Linked DNA regions of Sus scrofa: region 2 is linked to region 1. The links are chromatin contacts, called in public promoter capture Hi-C maps. All regions are on one chromosome and are shown on one strand. The core of a region is the stretch at or near the end of the contact, and the rest is flanking DNA. Distances in the headings are between cores, read along the strand shown. Region 1 holds the start of DESI2 (desumoylating isopeptidase 2). Region 2 holds the start of EFCAB2 (EF-hand calcium-binding domain-containing protein 2).

What was found. Promoter capture Hi-C pulls out the DNA fragments that hold promoters and counts their contacts.
Region 2: a contact with region 1 is called in a promoter capture Hi-C map of liver, with 5 times the contacts expected there. The contact joins the promoter of EFCAB2 here to the promoter of DESI2 in region 1. A contact is called at or near these places in 1 of 5 promoter capture datasets (liver), 3 of 47 Hi-C or Micro-C datasets (liver and skeletal muscle) and 2 of 2 datasets of contacts at active chromatin or transcription factors (alveolar macrophages and skeletal muscle).

Annotation. Positions count from the first base shown.
Region 1 is chr10:17,363,136-17,367,766 of Sscrofa11.1, reverse strand. It overlaps DESI2 (desumoylating isopeptidase 2), which reads right to left and starts at 2,101. Exons shown (of 5, transcript NM_001097419.1): 1 at 1,822-2,101. The coding sequence starts at 1,863.
Region 2 is chr10:17,556,021-17,560,651 of Sscrofa11.1, reverse strand. EFCAB2 (EF-hand calcium-binding domain-containing protein 2) reads right to left here and starts at 2,428. Exons shown (of 6, transcript XM_005653792.3): 1 at 1,247-2,428. The coding sequence starts at 1,638.

The DNA of each region.
Region 1 (4,631 bases), core at 852-3,351:
TTCCATATACTACAGGTGCGGCCCTAAAAAGCAAAAAAAAAAAAGAAAAAAGAATACACAAGCCTAGGTTTGATAACTCAGCTATAAAGACTCATATACCTCTGTTAGGAAGAAAAAGCAATACATAAGAAATAAACACAGGAATTATGCAGTGGAGAAGATAATGAAACAGACTGTGGTCTAGAAATTCTAGCTCCTACTTCGAAGTTATCAGGCCGGGTTTAACCCACCCTTTTGTCTCTCTCTGCTCCCTCTGTAACTACCTCCTCTGCAAAGGCGAGGTGAAGAATAAGATCTTTGTTGTCTAGTTAATACCTCTTCCTCTACCTTCGCAGATTCCTTTTAGACTCTGAAACCATGGCCCCCTGGCCACTGCAGAATTCTGACTTATAAAGGAGTGGAAACCATCTGCAAGAACAGGAAGACAGTGTTCTCAATACATCATCAAGGATGGTTTGTAACACTCTTCATGAATAAACAGTCAGATCACTGAGGGGGTGGGGGGCAAAGACACGGTAAAAGGGATATAAGAATTCTTGAAAAGTAAAGGCAACTACAGCTCTCTGCAGAAAAAGGTTAAATCTGGGGAATTATTTCTTAACCAGTCACAAAGGCCAAAGACCTTACAAAGCAGCACGATTTTCTAGCATCTCTAATTCTGATTATTCTTCTCTGAAACTTTTGCTACAGTGTTCCACTTTTCTTAGAGCCTACACCAAGCTATGTCCTACTCTCACGAATTCCCAGATTGCGGCATGGGAATTCTCTTCTACCCAAGATACGACACTGGAAATTTAAAAACTTAAAGACAATGCAAGAGAACCAAAACTTTAGGTCTATGAAGGAGAACAAGACTCCCGACCTTTAGTATTTCTGTTCTTTTGCATCCAGCAAAAACAATGATGGGAACGTTCGGTCAATCCGAAAAGAAATTTTAAACAACGCAAAGAGAGGTAACCGCTTACAAAGCAAAAACTAATCAACCCAAAGCCATACAAACCCAAGCATGCCTCTAACTGCAACAATAATTTTGTACTGGGTGTTTCAATGGCAAACCGATCCTTGGACTCGATTCTGTGGGCTTAGAATACACCAAAGGCAGATGACATAACAAACAAGTTCTTCCCGTCCCTCTCCTGTGGTCACGTCAGATACCTGTTGCATCACCCGGAAAGTGGTCTCCAGAATCCAGGAAAGGAGCACCATCAGGATCCCTAAATAAGGCAGCCGGACTATCTGCTGGATCAATTTTAGCCTCCATTCATTTTAATGAGGTTGCCTTGGAGGCAGGGGTGTGTTGGCTCCTGTTCACCTCTGAAGTCAGTCTCCAGCACAAGCGGTGACTTTCTGGACTTAAGAGGGGCTTGGGAGTTTCCAAGGACTTGGGCATGAACAGAGATGTGCGGCTCGGCAGGAGGAGAGGGGAGGGGAGAGCGGGCAAATCGAGTGGGAGAAGCAGGGCAGCCCCGGAGCCCCGGTGGTGGCGTGGGAAGTCCGACCGGCGACCTAAGCTTCGTGGAAAGGACTCGGCTCGTCGGCCAGGGAGTGGGGCCCAGCTCAAGGTCCGAGCCACGTCGGGGCACGCGAGAGGTTCAAGGCGAACCAAATCTCGGCCAAAGCCCAAGGGCAGCCTGGGCTACGCGAAAAAGCGCGCCGACGTCGGCGGGGATTAAGAAAATATTACTCCCCTCCCCCCACCCCGGAGAACTAAGCGGGAGGCGGCGACGCCAGGCAGGAAACGCGTGGGGCCGGGTCCGAGCCGACCGGCGAGAGGATGCCGGCCTGGGCCGGGCTCGGCCCGCGGGGGCCGTACTCACTCACCATGTCGTACACGTTGAGCACCACTAATTGGTTAGCCCCCATCCTCCTCCCGGCGGCCGCCGCCTCGCCCTCCAGCCGCTCCGTCTCCGCGGGGCCGAGGCCGCTCCCACCCCCGCGGGCGCCTCAGGGGGCCGGAGCCGGGCACTAACCGCACAGCCCGGCCCGTGGCAGCCGGCGCGGGAACATCGGGAACCGGGTCGCTCCCGGGTGCCGCGGACAGAAGCCTCTGCGCCGACGGGGCCGGACCGTTGGCGGCCCGCTAGGGCTCAGGCGCCTCCCCCGGTGGAAGACACGTGGGGGAAGGCGGGGCCCGAGCGAGAGGCGGGCGCCAGGCGCCCGGGGGCGGGGCCGGCCGGCGCAGGGGCTGGGCCCGCCTGCGCTCTAGCCTCCAGTGCCGCGCTCGGATCTAAGATGGCGCAGCCCCCGCACCTCTGCGCCCGGGGTCCTAGAGAGACTACAGTTCCCAGCATGCAGTGAGGAAGCACAGAGGCGGAGCCTCAACAACCCTGGACGGTCTTCGCGGCGTGTTGCTAGCCATCGACTACAGCTCCCAGCATGCGGCGGGGGCCCGGTGCTGTGGACCAGGCCTCCCCAGGAGACTACAGCTCCCAGCATGCAGTGCTTGCGCTCTGTGCCTTAGCCCTTGCAGTCCGCCCTTGCGGGGCAGTGAGAACTACCTGCAACGCCTTCCGCTGCAGGTGCAGTTACTTTCTGTCGCGTTGAGCTCGATGAAAGCATCGGAGCGTGGCAAAAGACCATAGTGATGACCCTGTTTTCCAAATCCATCCTCACTTTTTTTTTGTAAGCAGAAGGATGGGGAAATAGAGGAAGGCAGGTTACTGGTGGGGGAAAGAGTGTAACATGCATCCAGTTAATCCTTAATATGGAATTTTACATTTAATGAAACCATCCTGCTGAAATGGGAAAAGAATACAGTACTCATAGACTAGCACAACCCTAGGACGTGGTAGGTGCTATTGCATTCATTCAAAAAATACTTGTGTGTCTGCCCTTTGCCAGGCGGTGTCCTAGGGCTTGGGGGAATATGGAAATAAACAGGAGGAAGGGCAAAATATCTGTGGCATGTGCTTTGTAGAGAGTTAAAATGGGATGGAGTGATGCAGTGGGAAGGTCTCATTGACGAGGTGAGGTTTAAGGCCATCTAAACGACAAAAAGCCAGCTCTGCAAGTATCAGGGAACAAACAGCTCATTAAAAGGGAGAAGCAGGAGTTCCCTTCGTGGCTCAGCGGTTAAAGATCCCCCAAGTAGGATCCATGAAGATGCAGGTTCAATCCCGGGCCTTGCTCAGTGGGGTTAAGGATCTGGTGTGGCTGTGGTGTAGGCCAGCAACTGTAGTTCCCTAGCCTTGGAACCTCCATGTGGGGTCATTTAGATGCAGAGCAAATTAAAAAAAAATGTTTTTAGGTTTAATTAGGTCCCCTTCGTTTTTATTTCCATTATGCTAGGAGACAGATTCAAAAAGATATTGCTATTCCGTGTCGCAGTTAACAATGACTAAACATGAGTCGGTTCGATTGTTGCTCAGTGGTAATGATCCGCGTTGCGTGAGCTGTGTATAGTTCAGAGCGCTCGATCCATGTTGCTGTTCTGCATAGGCCGGTGCTACAGCTCGATTACCCTAGCTAACTCCATATCCGGGAGTGCCAAAAAAGCAAAAAAAAAAAAAAAAAAAAAAAAGATATTGCTGTGATTTATGTCAAGAGTATTCTTCCTATGTTTTCTCTGGAGTTTTATAGCATCTGGTTTTACACATACTTCCTTAAACCATTTGGAGTTTATTTTTGTGTATGGTGTTAGTGTTCTAATTTCATTCTTTTGCATGTAGCTGTCCAGCTTTCCCAGCACCTCCCCCCCCCCTTTTTTTTTTTGCTTTTTAGGTCTACATCCACAGCATATGGAAGTTCTCAGGCTAGGGGTCGAATTGGAGTTACAACTGCCAGCCTATACCACTGCCACAGCGATGCTAGATCCGAGCCGCGTCTGCGACCTACATCATAGCTCATGGCAATGCCAGATCATCAATCCACTGAGCGAGGCCAGGGATCGAACCTGCATCCTCTTGGATACTAGTCATATTCCTTTCTGCTGCACCACATGGGAGCTTCCCCAGTACCACTTATTGAGGAGACTGTATGACTATTTTCTAAAACTCTTTGTCTAGTAAATTGCTTACCTCTGTTTTGTAGATATTGTTCTGAGGTTATTATCTTACTTATTCTTCCACTTGGAAGGTATTTCTTTGTCTCCTCATGTTACCTAATTTTCTGTATTTGTTTCTATGTACTAGGTATGTGAGTGTCCCCCCCCCCCCCCCGCCCCCAGTCTTGAAAAGTGGCCTTACGTAAGGGTATCCTGTGGGGCCATTGCTGTGGTTACCAGAGCCAGGTTCTCTGGGGCCATCCCCTGTGTGGGCTGTGTGTGCCTGCCTGTTGTGTTTAGGCTGTGATTGCTTCGGGCACACTGTGGTCAGGGTGGGCTCCTTGGAGCAGGAGCCTCTTTGGAGGGGAGCCATTGTGGCCCAAAGCTGCATACTGGATGGAGTGGCTCAGGAGCTGCTCTGGAGGGTCTGGATGGGGTGGGTCCTCATGAAAACGCTGGTGTGGGGCACGTGATATGTCAGCTGGTTTCATCATGAGTGACAGAAATGGTTCCTGCCAGCGTCAGGCCAACTAAATGGAAGGAGATTTTTTATTTTATTTTTTATTATTTTACTATGGTTATTTTTTGTCCTTTTAGGGCCACACCCATGGCATATGGAAGTTCCCAGGCTAGGGGTCAAATTGGAGCT
Region 2 (4,631 bases), core at 1,179-3,678, 190 kb before region 1:
CTGTAAAGTAAGTCTGGCTTTTCAGACTAAGGGTACCAGTAAAAAAAAAAAATCAAATAGTATTACTGCTATCAGTAGGTAGATCTTTGGCACAGTTTCGTGTTCCTCCACGGATTTTCTGTGATCACCATAACAAGTGACTAATTCTTAAGGCTGCCTTCTACACTTGTAAATACTACTTGTTAATCCAATTTCACTTGGTTCCACGCTGAGAAAAATGGTATGTTGACATGATGTTTCAAGCACTCCGAAGAACAAAGGTGGAATGTTATTTTCATTTCTAAGATGTTTACTTCTACAGTTTCGTGGCTTTTTTTTTTTTTTATGTTTTTGCAATGAGTTCCCCCAATTACCAAAATTAACGGAGGATGGTAACCGAGGATCAGGTTTTTATCACACCGCCGAATTAAAACAACGTTAATAGTCTGGCGAAACACACCCATCCCTCCGAGCCCTCCGGCGACAGGACGCCGGTAGGGCGAGTCCCGCCTCTGCCCGCCGCGACCGCGACCGCGACCGCGCGCACTGGGTCCGCTGGTGCCGCCGCAGAGGCCCGGCCGGCGCGCGGGGCTCCCCCCGGTCCCTGCTGGAGTTGGCTCTTTCCTCTTTATTAAATCTGTTTTAGGATGTTTGTTTAAGACAAGCCACCACGCGGGGGGCGCACCAGCACTTGGAAGCCTGTGCGACGGAGCGGCGGTGACCTCGAGGCCGTCCTCCCACATCCCCGCTATGGAGGCAAAATGGTGGCCGCGACCGCCAAGCCGACCGGGCGGGGTTTCGGCGCGGCCGGGGAGGCGCCCCCCGGACTCTGGCGGCCGGGTCCGTCCTCACCCAGGCCGCCCCAGGGGCCCACGGCCTGAGCGGTTGCCGGCGTGGCGCCTGCGGCCACGAGAGCCTCGCCGAGGGCCTGGAGGCGGCGTCCCTGAGACCGTGAACAAGGACGCCATTATGGCCCGGCCGCCTCCGGAGGAGCCGCGGCCCCAACCCGCGCAGGAAGCGAGGCTCGGCCTCGGAGGAGGGGCGAGGCGGAGGGGGCGGGAGGGCGGAGCGGCGGGGCGGGGAAGCCGGCGGGAGCGGGGGAGGGGGCCTCCCCTCCCCTGCCGGGCGCGCGGCAGGCTGCGGCTGAGTCTGCGTCTCGCTGAGGGCGGGGCCCCAGAGGCAGGGAGACCCACCCCGGCCGGAGCTCCTCCGCGCGGCCCGGGGTCGCGGCGGGCGGTGAGGGCCGGGCTCCCGCGGCGCCTCTTACCTGTGCCTTCCCTCTCTCTGTCGTCCGCCATCTTGTTGCGGCGCCGTCGCCCGGGAGAGGCCGGTCGCTAGGCGAGGTCGCGGCGCCCCGGCCCCCTCCTGCCCCGCGGCGAGGCCAGCCCGGAGGATGGGCATCTCCGAATCCCAAGGGAAAAAGACCCTGGAGCGGGGGGTGGGGGGGAAGCTCCGAGCGCGCGCCCTCCCCGTTCCCGCCACGACCCTCTGACGCCCTGGAGGCCGGAAGCCTGGACGCGCCCCCCGCGCCCCGTCCCTCACATCATCCTCCTCCTTCCAGAACCGAGGCCTGAGCCCAGGTTTCTCTGGCTTGGAGGAAGTATTTAATAATAAAGCCTGGAACCCCTCCTGTTCTTGTCTCTGATCATTTGGGGACATCACGGACACACTGCACTCCCCCTCCCCTCCAGTTCTTTGGACCTGGCGTTGCTCGATTTTTTTTTTTTTTTTTTTTCCTACTGCAGATTTTTAAACGCAGCTGGAGAACTGGGTGCAGAGCTCAGCTCCCGAGGGATGACAAAAGCAGCCCGCCATCCCGCCGCCTCCGCTTGGCGTCCGCAGGCCACGGAGGGGCCGGACCTGCCCCACCTCCTGCCCTCGGTTTTCTCCCGTCCAGGACTCGCCTCCCGCTCCCAGAGGCGGCGGCCGAGAGCTGGAGCTGGGACGGAAAACTGGGCCGGCGCGGGAGGAAACCAGAGCCATTAGGCTGTTATTACTAGGAGGAGCGGAATCGCAGTCGAAAAACATGTGTAAAACAGGCGCAAACATTTGCGTTGTCAAGGCTGCGATTTCGGATACAAAATAGAAGGTTCTCATAGCAACAAAAAAGTACCCCTGTTATGCTCACCGTTAGTAGGTGGAAATGTGCTTAGGTGTGAAATTTGACCAGACCACCCGTTAAAGGTACCCAGGGAAAGTTTGAAATCAAGCGTTTCTGAAACTTTGAAGCTGTAGCATGATGGGAAATTTTTTCTCTTTTTAAGGGAAAGCTTACTAGAATGTTTTCTTTCGAAAATGATTTTTGAATAATATCCCTAATGGTGTAGTTCAAGAGAATATATATATTTTAAAACGAATTTTAGGTGATTTTAAGTGCATCTGTGTATTCATTTATGTGATTTTATGTGAATGTTTATAAGCCGTTAGCTAAATATTAAGAGGCCTTCAAAATATAAGATATCAAACGGTTTTATTACCTGAGTTTTTATGCTCCTTTTATTCTAGTTCTGTAATCCCTTAAAACCTTAAGTTGACTAATAATCTTTGTTAAAATATTTTTTTCTGTAGAAGATATTCATGTGGTGCTCTGATCATTCCCTTTGAAATTGACTAGAAACAATTGAATCATCACAAAATGGCTCGTATCTGAAGATAGATTCTTACATACATGGGATATAATTGTGAACAGCTGAAAAATAGGGGAAAGTAATCATTAGCATGTATATTTAAATTTCATAGTCATTATGGTCTAGTTATATGTTTTAAAAGACCCCTCTTTCCATATAGATGATGAAGGTCTTTGAAATAAATGTGGAAAACCCCAGCTTCAGGTTCCCTACAGGCTCAGACGCTGCTTTCAGTTTTCTTTTTCTGGAATGCCTTTCCCTCCTCTCTCTCTCCCCTCCCAGTATTCACCCCCCCACAGACACACATTTGTCCTCTCCCTGTCGTCAGTGACATCCCTGAAGGTCAAGTACTTGAAGCTTTCCCTGTCAACCCTTTCCTTGGAGGTGCCCTACTGGTAAATCCTCTTGCAGTGATTTGCAATGACTTTGTTTATTTCTTTCCGCCTATCAAAGGTAAGCTCTTGAGGACAAGTTGTGCTTTATTTGTCCATATATCCCCAGTGCCTAGAACAATTTCTCCATGTTTGAAATAATGCCTTTTTTTTTTCTTTCTTTCTTTTTGGGGCCAGACCCAAGGCATATGGAAGCTCCCAGGCTAGTGGTCACATTGGAGCTTCCGCTGCCGCCCTACTCCACAGCCACAGCAATATGGTATCCGAGCTGAATCTGTGACCTACACCACAGCTCACAGCAATGCCAGATCCATAACCTGATGACTGAGGCCAGGGATCGAATCCGCAGCTTCATGCATCCTAGTTGGGTTTGTTACCACTGAGCCACACAGGAACTCCCAGAAATAATGTACGTTTTTAAAATTAGGGCAGGAGTGGAGTTCCCTTCGTTGCCCAGTGATTAACGAACCCAACTAGTATCCATGAGGACAGGAGTTCGATCCCTGGCCTCGCTCAGCGGGTTAAGAATCCGGTGTTGCCGTGAGCTGTGGTGTAGGTTGCAGACCCGGCTTGGATCCTGCATTTCTCTGTGGTGTAGGCGGCAGCTGTAGCTCCGATTCAACCCCTAGCCTGGGAATCTTCATATGCTGTAGGTGCAGTCCTAAAAAGCAAAAAAATAAATAAATAAATAAAATTAGGACAAAATTTAGTCTTCTCAAAGACTTAATGGGAAACAAACTTTATTATTTAGATTATTTCAAGCCACATTAATCTGTACTTCTCCGAAAGCCAACAGCACATTTAAGACAACATTGTTTCTCTAATTTAAATGATAAAAAAATACTTAATGTATGTTAACTAACCCCTCCCTCCCCAATTAGATTTGAAGACTGGAGCCCAACATATAGACCTTTTTTTTTTTTTTTCTATTTCTTTGGGCCGCTCCCGCAGCATGTAGAGGTTCCCAAGCCAGGGGTCGAATCGGAGCTGTAGCCACTGGCCTACGCCAGAGCCACAGCAACGCGGGATCCGAGCCTTGTCTGCAACCTACACCACAGCTCACAGCAACGCCGGATCCTTAACCCACTGAGCAAGGGCAGGGACCGAACCCACAACCTCATGGTTCCTGGTCGGATTCGTTAACCACTGAGCCACGACGGGAACTCCTAGACCTTTTATATATACACAGTATCTGTCCCAACTTGGGACACATACTAGGAGCTTAATATTTTCAATTGACTAATTGGCTGATTAGTCCTAAAAATAATTAGTCTGGAAAACTTTCCACAAAGTGAAAAAAAAAAAATTACCATCCAAGTGACAAAAGCCACCTACGCCAATGTGTAAATGCAGACACTACGCTGATGCTTGCTGGAGGTTTCCACTTTTCTTTGGTTTTGGAAACCTGACCTCTGATTATATTACTCTTTCAATGCTTTTTAAACATTATTAGCTTACTTTGGGCAATAGCAAATTAATTACAGCTATATTTCTTTTTCCTCAGAATATATTTCAATATAGATTGGATAACTTTGTAATATAATTAATATTTTGCTGCTAAGGAATTTTTTCATTTAGAATTTCACAGTGTTGTTTGTTTTTGTTTTTGTTTTTTTCTGGAAATTCAGAATTG